Linked DNA regions of Oryctolagus cuniculus: regions 1 and 2 are each linked to region 3. Evidence: chromatin contacts called from public Hi-C data. All regions are on one chromosome and are shown on one strand. The core of a region is the stretch at or near the end of the contact, and the rest is flanking DNA. Distances in the headings are between cores, read along the strand shown. Region 1 overlaps AKAP6 (A-kinase anchoring protein 6). Region 2 overlaps NUBPL (NUBP iron-sulfur cluster assembly factor, mitochondrial). Region 3 overlaps AKAP6 (A-kinase anchoring protein 6).

Region 1 (3,871 bases), core at 1,016-3,515, 300 kb before region 3:
AGCCCCCAATACGATACTGGACTTCACAATGATTTCCTAACATGGCACCGAAAGCACAGGCAACAAAAGCAAAAACTGACAAATGAGAGTACATCAAATGTAAAAAGCCTTGTGTACATCAGTAAAGTGAAAAAGAAGAGCTGCATAACTGGAGAAAATACTTGCACATAGGACATATATTAAAAGGTATTAACACTCAGAATATATAAAGGACATCCATAACAACAAAAATCTCTATTTAAAAATGGGCAAAGGACTTGAACACACATTTCTTCAAAGAGGCCAAGCACATGAAAATGTGCTCAATATCCCTAATCCCTGGGGAAATGCAAATCTAAACCACAATGAGATATCATCCCACACCCATTAGGGTATCTACAACCAAAAACATAGAAAGTAATAAATACTGGCAAGGATGCAGAGAAATTTAAACTATGCACTCTTTTTTTTTTTTTTTTAATTTTGACAGGCAGAGTGGACAGTGAGAGAGAGAGACAGAAAGGTCTTCCTTTGCCGTTGGTTTACCCTCCAATGGCTTTGGATCAGGCACCGTGCTGATTGGAAGCCAGGAGCCAGGTGCTTCTCCTGGTCTCCTATGTGGGTGCAGGGCCCAAGGACTTGGGCCATCCTCCACTGCACTCCCTGGCCACAGCAGGGAGCTGGCCTGGAAGAGGGGCAACCGGGACAGAATCTGGCGCCCTGACAGGGACTAGAACCTGGTGTGCCAGCGCCGCAGGTGGAGGATTAGCCTAGTGAGCCACAGTGCCGGCCTTAAACTGTGCACTCTTGGGGAGAAACAGAACAGAGATTCCTCAAAACATTAAAACTAGGACTATCATACAACCCAGCAATCCCTCTTCCAGGTCTATACCCAAATAAATTAAAAAGCCAGACCTCAAAAGACATCTGGGGGCCAGTGCTGTGACTCAGTAGGTTAATCCTCTGCCTGCGGTGCTGGCATCCCATAGGGACTCCAGTTCTAGTCCCAGCTGTTCCTCTTCTGATCCAGCTATCTGCTATGGCCTGGTAAAGTAGTGGAAGATGGCCCAGACACTTGGGCTCCTGCACCTGTGAAAAAGACCTGGAAGAAGCTCCTGGCTTCAGATTGGTGCAGTTCCAGCCATTGCAGCCATTTGGGGAGTGAACTGACAGATGGAAGACCTTTCTGTCTTTCCTTCTCACTGTCTATAACTCTATCTCTCAAATAAATAAAATTTTAATAAAAAATATATCTGCACTCCCTTTTTCATAATAGTACTATTCACAACAGGCAAGCAGTAGAGGCAACCCACAAGCCCATCAACAGATGAATGGATGAACCAAATGAGATTTATACATACAATGGAATATCATTCAGCCTTAAAAAGGAAGGAAATTCTTTCACATGTTATAACATGGATGAAACTTGAGGACATTATACTAGGTGAGCAAACCCAGTTATAAAAAGAAAGACACTGTATGATTCCCCTTACATGAGGTACTTAAAATCCTAGAGACAGAAAAGTAGAACTGTGGTTGTTTTTTATTGGGTACGGAATTTCAGATTAGCAAAATGAAAAATTCTAGAAATCTGTTTTACAACATTGCAAATATATGTAACTACTAAAATGTATGCTCAAAATGATTAAAACAGTAAATTATATGTCATGTGTCTTTTACCACAATAAAGAAAGGAAACAAAAGGAAAAGCAATGAAAATATGGGGCTGGCATCGTGCTGCAGGTTAAGCCACCAACTGCAACACCAGCTTCCCGAACTTAGAGTGCATATTTGAGTCCTGCCTTCTCCCCTTCCCATCCAGCTCCCTGCAAATGTGCCTGGGAAAGCAGTGGAGAATGGCTTAAGTATTTGGAGCCCTGCCACCCACGTGGGGAGACCCTGATGGAGTACCTGGTTCCTGCTGGTTCCTGACTTTGACCTGGGCCCACCCTGGCTGTTTAAAGACCTTTCTATTTCTTTGTCTCTCTGTAAATAAGTCTTAAAAAAAAAAAACTCAGGATAATATGGTGTTTCTTTAACGACCACCACCATGAGGGAGGTGCCAGTGAAGCAATAAAAATGAAGGTTGCAGTATAGAGCAGGTGTTGTCTGCAATCATTTGACCTCTGAAAGAAGAAATGCTAAAATCTGTGTCAAGTTAATCCAAGGAAAAACCTTTTCTGCATTCACATCACACTGGCACTACCACTTCTCACCTTCATCTGTAGTGGCTGCCTTTGAGCTGCTACCATGCAACGGGGAATAAACAACTGAAATTGTACACGGTCTAGTTTCAAAGACCAAGCCTTGGCTAAGCATGGGCTGCACTGAATCCAAAATAACTCATGTGCAAGTACATTCTCAGTGGCACCAAGGAAGTTTTTAAAATTGGGTTACAGAAGTGTCCAGGACAAAATATACCAGCAGCCGAGTCACTGAACGATAGCTGAGATGGCATCATGGGACCCTGCAGAACCTTAATTTCTGAGGCTGTAGAGAAACAAGCTCAGCAATGCCATGCATCCATCTACTGAGAACCAGAGTCACACTCAGTGGGTGACACTTATCAGAACAACTTGTCAGAAGTTAATGAGAGCAGGTCGACCTTGACCAATCTCCCACAGGAGAGATTCCCTGAAATGCTTTATTGACATGGCAGCCCCCTGCATCCTTCCAGCCTCTGTGGGATTCCCACGGCTGTCAGCCGGGCATCACTCATTTCCCACCTTGGACAAGTGACTATTTGCCAAGCAGTTCATTTCTACTCCGGTCATGATGAAGAAACCATGCCATGGCTTGTGGGCTTTATAGATGGATCTTATCTGCAGTGTGATTCTTGTCTACCTCTGCATTTCATACACCTCGAGGAGAAAACCAACTCAGCTCTGACATCATACTTGGACTTAGGAATTAGGGCATCTGACGGATAATATGTAGGTAGAGAAGAGTGACAAAGATCCTAAAGGCAAGAACAAGCCCAGCATGTTCTAGGAACAGCAAAGAGGCCAGTGGGAACAGAGCGAAGCGGGTACAGGGAAGAACAATTGGAAATGAGGTGAAGGAAGAAACCAGGGGACCGGTCCGTGTAGGACCTCTGTCTGCAAGGTCAGCTGTTGCAGGGTTTTAAATAAACTCCTAGCTGCTGTGGAAAGTACACAGCATATGCCTACCACAAGGAAGATTCTAAGTCACACTGTCTCCCATATTTTGCAGGTGGAACAGGTTATCTGGAATGGTTTATGGTGGGGGTGGGGGGGAGAAGTTATGCTTTGACATCCAAGGTCAATTCATCTGCAGGTTGGCAGCTGCCATCACCTAAAGTCACGAAAGGAGACTGGGCTGCAGGAAGGATTTAGTCTCTCGTCGGCTTCCTCCTCACACCCCCAGCTCCGGTAAATTACTTCCAAATTCCTATAAGAAACTTCCTCTTAAGAGCTTTACCATATATTCAACATTTCAAAAAGATGATCTGCTCCACTTTCACCTAAAACCAGCTACCCACCAAAATGATACCTTTGATTAGAACTCTATAATTGGGGCCGGAGCTGTGGCACAGCGGGTTAACGCCCTGGCCTGGGACGCCGGCATCCCATATGGGCTCTGGTTCGAGACCTGGCAGCTGCACTTCCGATTCAGCTCTCTGCTGTGGCCTGGGAAAGCAGTAAAAGATGACCCAAGTCCTTGTGCCCCTGCACCCACATGGGAGACCCGGAAGCAGCTCCTGGCTTCTGATCGGTGCATCTCCAGCCATTGCGGCCAACTGGGGAGTGAACCAGAGGATGGAGGACCTCTCTCCTCCTCACTCTGTGTAACTCTGACTTTCAAATAAATAAATAAATCTTTTTAAAAAAAAGAACTCTATAATCGCCTTGTTGTGGCCTTCAGGATCTTG
Region 2 (4,037 bases), core at 677-3,176, 350 kb after region 3:
TTTGCCCTTTAAAGAGACAGGCCGGCGCCGTGGCTCACTAGGCTAATCCTCCGCCTTGCGGTGCCGGCACACCGGGTTCTAGTCCTGGTCGGGGCGCCGGATTCTGCCGGATTCTGTCCCGGTTGCCCCTCTTCCAGGCCAGCTCTCTGCTGTGGCCAAGGAGTGCAGTGGAGGATGGCCCAAGTGCTTGGGCCCTGCACCCCATGGGAGACCAGGAGAAGCACCTGGCTCCTGCCATCGGATCAGCGCGGTGTGCCGGCCGCAGTGCACCGGCCGTGGCAGCCATTGGAGGGTGAACCAATGGCAAAAAGGAAGACCTTTCTCTCTGTATCTCTCTCTCACTGTCCACTCTGCTGAGCCACAGATACTCAGGCTGAGGAACCTAAATAAGATTTAGAAATGGTAGAACACAATGTGTGGATGTGGCTGGGAGAGTGGTACCAGCCACAGAGAAGTGGCAGTGGAAAGAGGAGCAGGGGTTGTAGGAGGAAGATGCTGGGTGGCTGTGGCCATGTTGAGTCTCCAGTGCCTGTGGAATATGTGTAGCCATTGTGGCCTCTTGAGGATTGTACAGCCTGGTGTGCACCCTTCCCTCCACACCATGTGGGTTTCATTTTCAGCTGAGAGGTTGCTAAAGCAAAAAGAACAGACGATGGGTAAGGGTAAGGGCCCGAAATAGCCTTTGTGGAAATGGAGAGGGAGTTGACTGGGGACACACAAGCGCTTCCCAGCAGCCCTGTGGACTCTGCTGAAGATGGAGACCACACATCTGGTACGCACCATGATCTTGGACTTTTCTCCAGTGTTGAGAAGCCTCAAGAGAAGAGGAGACAGATAGCAGGAGTGATGCAAGCTTTGGCATTAACAAAGCGCTTGTAGTGGTTACACAGTGAGGTGAGGGAGGGCGGGAGAAGCAAACGCAGCAATTCCCTGTGCAGGACGAGGTAGGAAAAGAGAAGGTGTGATGGCGAATTTTGGGTGTCATCTTGGCTGGGCTATGGTGCCCAGATATTTGGTCAAATATAATTCTGGATATTTCTGTGAGGGTGGTTTTGGATGAGATGAATTTAAATCAGTGGGCTCTGAATAAAGCAGTTCCCCCCACCCCAAATGTGAGTGGCCCTCATCCAATCAGCTGAAGGCCTGAATAGAACACAAGGCTGACCTCCCCCAAGCTAGAAAGAATTTTGCCAACAGATGGCCTTTGTACTTGAACCACATCAGGCCCTCTCTGCAGATGCTGCCCTGCAGACTTCAGACTTGCCAGACTCCATACTCCTGTGGGCCAATTCCTTAAAAGAAACCTCTCTTTATATAGACACACACCCGATTCATTCTGCTTCTCCCAAGAACGCTAATACAGACAGTAAGGCAGGAAGGGAAGGACCGGGTGGAAGCACCAGAGTCTTGAGGGAGCAAGTACAGTGCAGCTCATGGAATGTGGGGACAGGCAGGGCATAAGGTACTACATTCAGAGTGAGAAGAGTTTCAGATTTCAAATACACAGTGGATCTGAACGAGAACAAAGTCGGGGCGTGAAAGCAGAGAAGGTGGAAAACTAGAGAACACGTTGAGGCTTGGATGCTGGCTGGGCCATCCACGTGCACAATGAGGCAGTGCCTCCGGCCTGAGCACGGGGCCTGGGATGCGCAGAGGCCACTACGAGCCAGGACGCTGGTGGACAGTGAGGGTTGCCTGCTGACATTCTTCAACGTTGTCCAGAGCTAATGTTCAACTTGTTCACGTTGCACAAAGGCTCTTCTTGACCTGGCCCTTTGCTCCTTCCCGGCTCAACTCCGCTCAGCCCCAACCCCACCCAGCTTAATCACTCTGTGATCTGTGATCTGGAAGCAGACTGAACTCTCCGCCTTCCAGCCTTTGCACATTCCATTCTTCTAGCCTGGCAGCGTGCTCCTGGCCCCACCCCTCTCTCCATACTGAAAGCTGCCAATGAAGCCAGAAAGAATTCTCACTGTGACAAGCAGTCCTGCTATTCCAAAGGCCATCTGGGCAACAGTCTCTTAAAGGGCCAGGAAAACTTTGGCTCTTCTTGGACTCAGTGACTAGTTGTACTTTGAATGAAGCAAACTGCACCTTTCTGTAAACCACACTACAAATCCTTGTAAAAGTCTCAGGCTGCTCCAACCAAATCACATCCTAGGATTTGAGCTTTTGAGGTTCAATTCAAGTAGCAACAGAGACTATTAATTTCTTGCAAAGATGATGATGAGCCCACAGCAAGGGGCAATGGGTGGCCTCACCTCTAGGGACTTCATTATTCAGGTACCCTTGTCTGCTGCCAACTCACTGCCAGACTCCTAATTTCAATGATAAGTGCAGATTCATTCTTTTTGCATTGATTGTACTATTCTTGATTTTCTCCCTAGAACTTCTCTTAAACTTGGTGCTTTATTTTAAAAGTGGTAAATAAAATATGAGCCTGGTTTTTAACATTGAAAGCATGAGGTAATTCAATAAGTAGGTAAGTGGATGGATACTAATCAATAACTCTTGACTCATGGCTTTCCAACTGATAGCTGGATCAGAAACTCTGGTAGAAAACTTTAGGGAAGCAGAAACTCTGATTTCTTTCCTTGCCCTGAGAAATATGCATCATTTTTTCTTTCCTCCATAAAAACTGCATGGGGAAGAAGACAGACATTAGGGAACTGGAGCGATTCCATTGTAGGTGGCCACCCTTGCATGTTTTGTCTATTGTAACCAATGCCCCCAAGTTCTCTAGCGATCCTGTCAAGGTTCCACCCACAGTCGGTCTTCCACAGATGACCTCCCTTCTTATAATTAAGCAAACCGAAGCTTCTGCTGACAGAAATAAAGTATGATTCCTTTCTTCCTTAAACTAAGTGCTCGCCTTCTTTAATAAATTTCTTATTCACTGTGAAATTGAAAACACAGCCTTTTCCTGATGACCAGATGGCCCAGCAAATGTAATCACTTCAAGCACTCCACACTTCCTCTCCACTACTCTCCATGGTGAAGGGGGGAGGGGGAAGGAACGAAGAGGCAAACTCCTCATTTCTCCCAGATGCCAACCTCTCCAGCCCCTCTTACGAAAACCAGATTCAAAAGAGCAATGGAACTGGAGAAAGTAAATATTTCTTTAAAGCTATAAAATAAATCTTTCAGAGGAGTGTAACAGTAAATAAATAAGAGATAAATCAAAATTATATGTTTTTTGGAAGACTTAAATCAAGAGCTCTTTTATTGCATTATTAAAATACCACAAGTTAGACTTATAATCCAGGTTCTTATTTCTGGGGCTGGACAACTTTTAGATCCTGTTCCTCAGTCTGCTGAACTACTCCTTTTTCAGAAACATAGATAGCATCCAAAATTTCTCTGATATCCTTATTTTTAACTCTTGTTGCCTGCAGAATCAAAGCAGCTGACTTTGAAACAAGTTCAATGGCATTTCCTTCCAGGATGAATCCACCTCTCTAGGCTTGAGATACTGAACAAGCAACATCTGGCCTCATCCAAACCCTTCAGATAAACTCACCCAGGAAATTTCAGATTTCAACAAGATACCCATTCTCCCGAACAACCACGCTGAGGGGCAAGTGAGCATACACAGACCTCATCTTGTAATGGAAGTGCAGTGTAACCCCTTGATCATATTCTGTCCATTACCATAAACAGTGCACAGTCGCCAGTTCCTTTCCATCTCCCCACCATTTGTCAGCTGGAGCCTCTTCATTTTCTTCCCAAGGAGGCTGAGTTCTCCACTGATGTGACTGCAGTGCCTCTGCAGGGTTCCTCTGGGACCCTTCACAATAACTCGGTGTTCCTTCAGAATGATGGCGACATTGTCTGGAATGTCCAGTCTGATGGCTGAGAATGGTCTTCATTCTTGCAGTAGATGGGGCAAAGAGAGTGCAATTACATTCTTGATTGATGTTTAATTGAAGAGAATAACACTTTAGTTTATTCTAATTTACCTGATATAGTTGTCTGAATTAAAATAGCCCTTCAAATTCATATGTAGTATTCCAAAAAGTAAAGTAAGAGATTCCAAT
Region 3 (4,158 bases), core at 1,620-4,119:
GAACAATGGGTTGAAGCAAAAGGAGACAAGAAAGCAACTCCTCATCTGTGACTGTTTCCCAAGTTTTAGAATAAGCATGAATACCCTACCCCTCACTTTAATAGATACCTGAATGCCAAATGAGATGACAGAAATGAACCCCATTGGAAAAGAAATACAAGATGGTATCATGAACACAAAGCTAGGACCCATGTAAGCCAGTCCATAGCCCTGACATTTGCCTTCCACTTCTCCTGCTACATAGAAGAATTTACACATTCAGTTGCTCTTGAGACACATACTGAAACTTTAAAATAAAGGTGACATCAAAATCCCATAAGCCCTTTAAGATAAGAGTTTTTAAAAAGGAAAAACTATGGGGCCAGGACTCACAGCAGGTTAACGTCCTGGCCTGAAGTGCCAGCATCCCATGTGGGCGCCGGTTCAAGTCCCAGCTGCTCCACTTCTGATCCAGCTCTCTGCTAAGGCCTGGGAAAGCAGGGGAAGATGGCCCAAGTCCTTGGGACCCTGCACCCACGTGGGAGACCCAGAAGAGGCTCCTGGCTTCAGATCAGCACAGCTCTGGCCACTGCGGCCAATTGGGAAGTAAACCATCGGATGGAAGACCTCTCTCTCTCTGCCTCTCCTCTAACTCTGACTTTCAAATAAATAAATAACTAAAAAAGGAAAAACTACCAGTTAATGAAAAATAAAGCTTCCATATGCCAAGATTTCACTAAGTTAACAGGCAAATTGTAGTGAACTTTTATATGGGCATTCTCTTCAGTGAAAGAGAATTTAAGTTGACCCAGTGCCATCAGATATAATATGGGCTCTCCAAAAAAAAGAAAAGCAACTCATTCGCGTAACAAAGTTCTGATTCAAATGCTAACAATCCTGCAGTATTTTATTTTTGCTGGAAGAAAAAAAAACTGTCTACAGTTTATTGCCTTTCCTTGAAAATAATATACACAAAGTCTTAAATATTTACCAGATGATACGATCTGCCAGAGTTTTTGGCCAAGTTCTAAAAGTTTCATGAAATCACTTCTTGGACACATTTCTAGCAATCTGGCCCATGAAAATTAACTAGAAGAGATTCTTCTACCTTTTTCACATAGCTGCTAGGTCACAAACTCTGTGTGTGTCCATAAGAAACAAACATTCTGCAATCACGAATCTCTGTTCACTCAAAGCAATTGTTATTGACAAACATTTTAAAAGTTTAGTTTTTGCTAACATCTATTTCTAATGAAGATGCCATGAGTACTGGCTTCAGTACAAACTAATTTTCTCAGTTCCCACCTAAAGATCTCAACTATCTGTCCTTATTAACTAATTTCCTTCTCCAAAATAAATTTGATTCCAAGTTTTTCATAATGACAATTTTCATTAAACCTGTCTCAAAGTCACTCCAATTTTTCCTTCTAATCTTCATAAATGTTGTTTAAATTATGGCTTTAAAACATTTGAAAAAAACACTCTTCCATAATTATACTCTGTAATAAACAAATGAGTTTCATTATGTCAGTTGTGAGATTTTTTTTTAGCTAATCACATATATGAAAATGTCATGCTCTGGTTTAAAAATCTTTCAAAAGTATCGTACGCCTATGAGAAATTTCAAGAAACAGGGAATCTGGGCCTCCTCATCCTGTCCCAGTTGCCTTGAAAGTCTGCCTGCCAAAAAAAAAAAAAAATCTAAGCCTTCCCCTGGGAGTTCCACATCCAAATCCAGCCAGGAAGGTCACATTCCATGGAGAAGTCCAGAGGAAGAAAATGATCCAAAAGGGTACAAAACCAGGCCAAGCATTTACTACAGACCAAAATTCATCTATAAAGCAACGACCCAGTTAGTGAAGAAACATTATCCTCATTCTATGACATTCTTATTTTTGTGTTTCTATGTGGGTCACAGCACAGAAAAATCCACGGAGAATTTGCCAGGGAAAATATGGAAGTTACAATCGAGGATTGTTGACCCCACTTTTCCACTCAAGTTGTCACATGAAGGGAAAGGTGAGGCCACAGGAGGAGCAAACTGCATTTGCCCAGACTTTGGGATTTCACGACAGGAAAATATGTTAAAAGAATTAGGATACTTTTTCAAAATTTTTGCTTATTTTTCATTCTATTTGGAAGGGCAATAGAGAGACAGAAACAGAGAGACAGAAACAGATGAAGCGAGATCTCCCATCTGCTAGTTCACTCACCAAATGCCCACAACAGCCAGGAGGCAGGAACTCCATCTAGGTCTCCCACATGGGTTGGCAGGGACCCAAGTCCTTGAGCCATCATCTGCTGCCTCGCAGGGCACCCACCACTGCAGGAAGCTGGATCAGAAGCAGAGCAGCCAAGACTTGAACCAGGCACTGCAATATGGGATGTGTCACCAAGGGGTGACTTAAGCACTTTGTCACATGTCTACCACACGAACATTTTATTTTGCCAAGTAAATCTATGATTGTAATGGTAAGTTTCATCTATCTGCACCATTTTGTAAAAGGGCATTTGAACACTATCATTTCAGGGAAAAAGGCGGGGGGGGGGGGGGGGGGGGCATTCCTTTTCCTGAATGGCCAGTTGGCCTGAAGGCAGTCTTTGTGCTCCCTATTTTGGATTTAATGTTTTGTTTTGTTTGTTTCCACTTTAAACCAGTGAAAAATACTTCAGGGCAGTCCCAGTTAAAATACTGGGTCTCCAGAGGAATGAGGCCAGATGATGATGTGAGGCAGGATCCCAAAGCAGCCCAGCCCTGAGGTGGGTGGCCTAATCCCTGCCGCCAGTTAAGGAGACCCAACAAAAACACAACCAAACAAAACACCAGGCAGAGCGTGGCGTTTCACGATCTTTGTGTACCCTGCCTGGCCCTCAGAGAGAGACGAAGGGCCGAGGCTGCACACCCTCCTCAGCTCTGCCAGTCAGCTTTCCAAGCTTGGTGATCCTTTTCCAGTAGGTGGCAGAGCACACACATAGAAAGTCGCAAAGCCACCCTAATTTTCTGCCTTTCTGTTGGTCCTTGGTGTTATTTCTTTAAAAGCCAGCCTTGTGTGGGAAGAAATTTGCAAATAAAAAACCCCGCCCACATTCCACCCTGCAAGCCTGTTTACACAGTACTTGAGTTTTCACAGAGTCCTGGAAACTCTGCAAAGAAAAAGGCCACAAAGTAAAGAAAGCCTGGCCAGAAAACTGCCAGGAGGAGGATCAATAACTTCTAGCTGCTGCAGAACCTGGCAAAAAACACCTGCAATGTTTAAACCCAGTCAAAGCTTTCACTAGTCTCCATCACACCGACCTTTGAGGGTACAGTTATGAAGTGTCTTCTCTAAGGAGCTCAGGGATTTTACATGTGTCTTTCCAAGGAGAAGTCATGTGGTATCCAAAGTTACACAGTGGGTCAGGAAAACAGCCAAGAATACCAGCTGGGTGTCTCTCTATTGGAGCATGTTCTCTCAAAAGCAAAATCATGCTTCAAACTCAAAGTATTTCCTAAAATATACTCTTAATTGAATATTTCAGGTACAACAGGAAGTAGGCCTCGTGCTCTCTAGGATCCGAAGAATATGGGTAATATGGGTCGGCAGTACCCTGTGTCCACCTTAAATAGGAAAGTTTAGGGTGAAACATTCAAAAATCCACACCATAGAGCTTTTCAAGCAGCAGCGGCAGCTTGAGGGTCAGGCCTAATTATTGTGAACTGGGAGGCAATTTTGAAAACTAATTTGACCTATAAAAGTAAAACCAATTGGGCTTTCTTAAAAAAAAAAAAAAAATCCAAGACCACAATATTGATACCACCACCCTTCCTTCCAAGGCAATTTCTAGTCAGAAATTGAACCTGGGAATCAATACCCTAGAAACATTTTTTAAACAGGCTAAGTTTAATTGTCAAATCCTATTCCTTTTCTATATTCTCTTTTATTTAGCATCCAAGCTGGTCCCACCCCAGCCCTAAACAATTATCCAGATTTCCCAGTGGTGCCTCTGTTAGGTAGGAAGTCAGTTAGGAGCTTATGTGTATGCGACATAAAGGCCTAAAGAGAAGACATCTATGTCCAGCATATGCATCTGCTGACAATGTTTCAGGGGCAGCCCGGTATTCGCATCCTGCCCTGCCCCCTTCTACCTGATAACCTGCCAGGTGGAGGTCCCCGCCCCTTCTGCCTGACAAATCTTCCA

The links. Hi-C and Micro-C count contacts between places; a contact is called where the count stands out from the background.
Region 1: a contact with region 3 is called in a Hi-C map of embryonic fibroblasts, with 4 times the contacts expected there. The contact joins two enhancer-like sites. A contact is called at or near these places in 2 of 6 Hi-C or Micro-C datasets (embryonic fibroblasts and skin fibroblasts).
Region 2: a contact with region 3 is called in a Hi-C map of an unstated tissue, with 4 times the contacts expected there. The contact joins two enhancer-like sites. A contact is called at or near these places in 2 of 6 Hi-C or Micro-C datasets (psoas muscle and an unstated tissue).

What each region holds. Positions count from the first base shown.
Region 1 is chr12:42,933,251-42,937,121 of mOryCun1.1, forward strand. The region is part of intron 5 of AKAP6 (A-kinase anchoring protein 6); the gene reads right to left. Among named protein-coding and RNA genes, the nearest start is that of AKAP6, 340 kb to the right of the region's middle. Within about 2 kb of position 2,266, at least 1 of the 8 cell types and tissues checked has an H3K27ac peak or open chromatin away from gene starts, as enhancers often do.
Region 2 is chr12:43,582,590-43,586,626 of mOryCun1.1, forward strand. NUBPL (NUBP iron-sulfur cluster assembly factor, mitochondrial) reads right to left here. Exons shown (of 12, transcript XR_011380771.1): 12 at 3,652-3,870. It also overlaps the pseudogene LOC127483811. Among named protein-coding and RNA genes, the nearest start is that of ARHGAP5, 180 kb to the left of the region's middle. Within about 2 kb of position 1,927, at least 5 of the 8 cell types and tissues checked have an H3K27ac peak or open chromatin away from gene starts, as enhancers often do.
Region 3 is chr12:43,228,897-43,233,054 of mOryCun1.1, forward strand. The region is part of intron 1 of AKAP6 (A-kinase anchoring protein 6); the gene reads right to left. Among named protein-coding and RNA genes, the nearest start is that of AKAP6, 43 kb to the right of the region's middle. Within about 2 kb of position 2,870, at least 1 of the 8 cell types and tissues checked has an H3K27ac peak or open chromatin away from gene starts, as enhancers often do.